2 separate regions of the Danio rerio genome follow, and region 1 is linked to region 2. The links are chromatin contacts, called in public Micro-C maps. All regions are on one chromosome and are shown on one strand. The core of a region is the stretch at or near the end of the contact, and the rest is flanking DNA. Distances in the headings are between cores, read along the strand shown.

Evidence for each region. Hi-C and Micro-C count contacts between places; a contact is called where the count stands out from the background.
Region 1: a contact with region 2 is called in a Micro-C map of caudal fin, with 6 times the contacts expected there. The contact joins two enhancer-like sites. A contact is called at or near these places in 2 of 18 Hi-C or Micro-C datasets (caudal fin and embryo).

What each region holds. Positions count from the first base shown.
Region 1 is chr5:44,796,231-44,798,930 of GRCz12tu, reverse strand. No RefSeq gene overlaps it. Among named protein-coding and RNA genes, the nearest start is that of si:dkey-84j12.1, 5.9 kb to the left of the region's middle. Within about 2 kb of position 1,285, at least 23 of the 62 cell types and tissues checked have an H3K27ac peak or open chromatin away from gene starts, as enhancers often do.
Region 2 is chr5:44,712,217-44,714,916 of GRCz12tu, reverse strand. si:ch211-204c21.1 reads left to right here. Exons shown (of 14, transcript XM_021471673.3): 11 at 1,154-1,295. Among named protein-coding and RNA genes, the nearest start is that of zgc:112966, 5.6 kb to the right of the region's middle. Within about 2 kb of position 1,281, at least 3 of the 62 cell types and tissues checked have an H3K27ac peak or open chromatin away from gene starts, as enhancers often do.

The DNA.
Region 1 (2,700 bases), core at 36-2,535, 84 kb before region 2:
ACATCAATAATCAGCGTATGAACCTCAACAGCGGTGACAATTAACAAATTGAACAAAAATCACAAACAGGAGACTAAAAGTGACAAAATCAACAACGTCAACATAAATGGAGGATCAATAAGCTATAGATTGTATTCATACTGCAATGCATGCTGGGATTTTTGTACTTTGCCACACCCAGCAAGTGTAAGGTGTCGGCCAGATCTGGGCCAGAATAAAAGCAAACTGTGACCCAGAATAGGGTCAGTTCTGGTTAATGTAGTTGAATTCTGGCTGATATTTTGTATTGCTTTGGCTTATTTGTGGCCCAGATCTGATAAACAGGAGTGGACCACCCTAGAGCCATCATTCCATTTAGTATGTGGTCCAGATGTAAGTGTCTGGTGTGGGCAGATCTGGGCCAGAATAAAAGCAAACTGTGGCCCAGAATAGAGAAAGTTCTGGTTCATTTGGTTGAATTCTGGCTAATGTGTGATATTGCTTTGGCTTATTTGTGGCCCAGATCTGATAAACAGGAGTGGATCACCCTAGAGCTATCATTCCATTTAGTATGTAGTCCAGATGTAAGTGTGTGGTGTGGCCCAGATCTGGGCCAGAATAAAAGCAAACTGTGGCCCAGAATAGGGTCAGTTCTGGTTCATTTGGTTAAATTCTGGCTGATATGTGATATTGTTTTGGCTTAATTGTGGCCCAGATCTGGCAAACAGGAGCGGAGTGCCCAAGTGCCTTTATTCCATGCGGTATGTGGGCAAGGCTGTAAGTGTCTGGTGTGGGCCGGATTTGAGCCACATGAATTTTGCTTGCTGGGAAGGACTTTGAGAGACAGTCTAAAGAATAGGCTACTGGGTTATTTTAATCCTATTTGTGGTTTTAATTGCTGGGTTAAACAATTAATTAAAACAAAATAATAATAATAAACCCAGAGTTGAGTTTGTGTTGACTCAAAATTGAAACAACCAAGCTTTTTTGTTAGAGTCCTGTATAGCTTTTCACTCAATTTTCTGTTTATTTTAAGACGCAACAGAAACATTTTCTGTCAAAATGTAAAACCCTAATGATGTATTTATTAACAATAATAATTATTTTCTGTTAGTGAAACACCATCACTGTTATTGACAAGTCTTAATATCTCCCAGATGTCTCTCTGTAGGCCTGAGGATGGTCACGCTGCTTCACTTTGTCCAGCTGGACCCCCAACAGCTGCCTGACGCTCACGTGCTCACACTTACTGCTGTCAGACCTGCTGGAGTTCAGCCTGAGGAATGGAGGTCAGTGTGTGTGCGCGCGCACGTGTGTGTGTGTGAGTGGGGTTTTTGGAGGACCACCCACATTTTCCACATGCTTATTCAGCGCTCGTGGTGTTTCTCATCTCTTCTTCTCAGACTATAAACCGATGACTCAACAGTAAAACACACACATATACAGAATATATACACACTGTATATACACACTATACAATAGAAAATTTACAGCATAAGTATAATAATTATATACTGAAATCTTAAAAATACAGATTTGCCTTCACAGGAGCAAAACTAAACTTAATTTGTTAAAAATCTGTGGATTCATGCGGAATGATTTTGGTAGCATCATAGCTAAAACCTTAAAAGTAATACCTTTTTTAACTTGTATTTAATGTATTTAATGCACATACAGTAGCAACTGGCAATCATATGTTGCTAAATGAATGTTTATTGCATTGCGGGGTCATTTGTTAAGATAATGATTCGTTTCTGTTCACGTTAATATTTACTAACTCAGCTTGTGGAAAAAAACTTATAGAGATGATAGTTAATTATGTGACTCTCATTGTCAACACCTGAATATGAGTATAGAACAAGTAGTTCAGTACATTTGTATATAACCATTGTTTCATTTAACTAAATGTGCTTTTTTACTTTCATAAAAAACAAACTATTGCAACCATATTGTAATTGGTAAATATCTGGCAACCACAGCTGTTTTTTCCATACATTTAACAGATTTCTTGTATACACTTCATGTACTATTAATTTTTACATCGTCATCACATCAAGAACTACTATGATATAAATGACTATTGATATAACTATTAAAGAGTCCCTGTCATGGACTTTTAAAAATACTTTCCATAAATTGTGCAACACAGCTCTAAGTGAATGAAAACATCTAGCTGAAGGTTAAGTGCACTATGTTTGAAATTATTGATTCATCCATAAAAGTGTCGACTCATAAATGACTTGTTGTTCGTCTGGATCTTTGTATCGACTTCGACACGAAACAATAGCAAATATGAAATGCCGGATGAGGGTAAAACGTGAACCTGCCTTTTGCTTCATACACTAGCAGAGTGTAGGTGTGTGTGGGACTGATCATGACTTAGGATGAGTAAACATTAATGAATTGTGAATAGTAAATTATTAATGCAATAATCTAACCTGCAACGGGGGATTTGTCAGACGTTTGTTACAGGAAGGATCAGAAAAGACTATTGATGTATGGGATTTTGTTAGAGATTCGCAGGAGCTTTAAAGTACACAGTTCATGGATCAGATTCTTCCTCCAATTAAATGGGTGCCTCCTTGTTTTCTCTAGCTTGCAAAATGTGTATTTAATTGTGTTTTATTACTTGCAACCGCTTGTACTGTATCTGGTTAACTGTTTGAATTCTTATATCGTGTCTAAATCCATGTTGAAAATGCGTCACGTGCTGTTTTCTTT
Region 2 (2,700 bases), core at 32-2,531:
TTATCAATATTTTACATACCAAAACTTATTTTTTGGGATAGCAGATATTAAAGGACTCTTATTCAAAGGACTTAAAAATATTAATTAATTGTAGTCAGCAAGACATATTCAAGATATAATCAAATTTATTATGATCACTTATATTTATTTATTGCTTATTTACATAAACATATTTTTTACACTGCTGTATTATTTAAAACATTAAAGTAGACACTTAAGCCAATTTTTATGAAAATATTTTTTTAAGATAATTGATTTATATTGCAACGAAAGACAGTGTAATAATTTAAATGTTATGTAATGTGCTCTTATATGGTGTATATATTGTTTGTCATTGGCAGAGTTTTGTTTCTTGTTTTTTACTAGAAAAACTATAACATTGTAAAAAAATATATTCCATTTTTAGAATAACTGTAATGGAAACTTGATTTTAAGCAGTTAATACTCCATCTTGACTGTCACATCTTAAACACTGATAATTTTCCTGTGAAAACTTTTGGTTTTTTGATGAATAGAAAAAAATCTGCATTGATTTGAAATAGAAATACATTTACAGTCACGATCAGAATTATTAGCCCTCTTTTGATTTTTATTATTTTTTCTATTTTAAATATTTCCCAAATTATGTTTAACAGAGCAAGGAAATTTGTTTTATTTTGGCTAGAATAAAAGCAGTTTTTAATTTTTTAAACACCATTTTAAGGTCAAAATTATTAGCCCCTTTAAGCAATATAATTTTTCGATAGTCTACAGAACAAACCATCATTATGCAATTACTTGCCCAATTCCCCTAACATGCCTAGTTAACCTAATTAACCTAGTTAAGCCTTTAAATGTGACTTTAAGCTGTATAGAAGTGTCTTGAAAAATATCTAATCAAATATTATCTACTGTCATCATGACAAAGATAAAATAAATCAGTTATTAGAGATGAGTTATTACAACTATTATGTTTAAAAATGTGTTGAAAAAAATGTGTTAAAAATGTACTCTCTGTTAAAAAGAAATTGGAGAAAAAAAATCAACAGAGGGGCCAATAATTCAGGGGGGCTAATAATTCTGATTGCAACTGTATACATTATTATCATTATTTGTTCCCTGTTCTGTATATGTAGGTTGTGAACTTGTGTAACTCTTTTTATCTCTTTTATAGTCTCCTTCAAATGAAAACCTTGGAATGGCTTCATTTGTTTCAGCAGAGCAGTCTGAATCTCCACCTCCTCCACCTGAGAGCTGCTCCGTCAGCAGTCTGTTCAGCAGGAGCCCTTCCTCCACAGACACACTCACAGATCTGGGTGAGAAACTCCACACAATTAACAAATAACCTGACATTTGTGAGCTTCTATTAAAAGCTTTGTCAAAATGTCAGTGATTCTTATTCAAATGAAAGTCAAGTGAGAGTCTGAAAGGAGTGTTGTTTTGTTTATATATTGCTTTTGCTCCAGCAGTATGGAATGATTTTTGTGCCAATAAGAATGAACGTAACTTTATAAAACTGAACGTAACTTTCCAAGAAACGATCAAAAATATGGCACTGCAAAAGAAGAAAATCACAATGAAAACGAAAAAATGAACTCAGTCGAACGAATTTAACATGTTCTTCAAATATGCTTTATTCTTTGTTAATGATTTTCAAACAATCGTTTTCGCGAATCATGGATTTTGAATGCGTTGCCACAGCTTTCGCTTACGCTTCGCAAATTTTCGTTTGCTGTTTTGGCACAAACTTCTCGTGGGGGCGGGCTTAACAGCGATCTACTCTGATTGGCTAATGAGATTTTGATGGACAGTTGCTCTCTAACCTGGAAGCACAGACGGTGACGTCAGTGGAGCGCATATCAAAAAGTTGTTGCGGTGTGCAATACGTCGTGCCTTATGTTAAGTATTATTGTTAGTATTTTACCTACGGTCGGCTCTTTCTAAAGATGGCCTCCCGGGAGAGACACGGAGCGGCATCATCTTCCACCTCATCTTGTCCCTCAGGGCAGCTTGAAGTAAGTTCGTGTTGCTAAAGTAACGTTTATCAATAACATCAATCAAAGTTTTATTCATGTACAGTGTGCAACAGTTCTGGCTTTATTTAACACTTTTATTGTTTAAATGTTGTGTTTAGAAACGTTATACATTTTTGGTTTATTGTGTAAAAACGTTTAATGTATATCAAGATACAGTGTATATATATCAATATAAAATAGATATTGCCTTCTTTTCTTTTAATGCTACTTGGTCAGGACCAAAGACAAGTCACTTTTCCAGGTAGGCACTGAATGATTGCATATAAATTCTAAAGCTTACAGATCTACAGGAGCTACTCTGAAAATCAGTGGCTGCTGTCAACTGTTTGGTTTGCAACATTCTTAAAAATATCTTCTTTAATGATCAGCAGAAGAGAGAAATCTAGGACAAGGCTTAAGTCTTGTCTGAGAAACTGGGCAAAATAGATATGTGATACTGCTTGCAACACTGGTCTGTACAATGTATGTTTAAAGTGATTTTTTTTTTAAATATATATTTAATTGTTTCTCCTGAACCCCTTATTTTATAGATCCTATACCTTGATGCTGCTGAAAACAACAAGGCATCAATTGCTTTCTTGTTTGTCCTGGAGGGTGTTCACAAACATGGGTAGCCTTCAAGGTAAGAACACTGTTAATACGTGTCGTTTATGTAATATCTTAAAGTCTTTTTTAGAGTCAACAT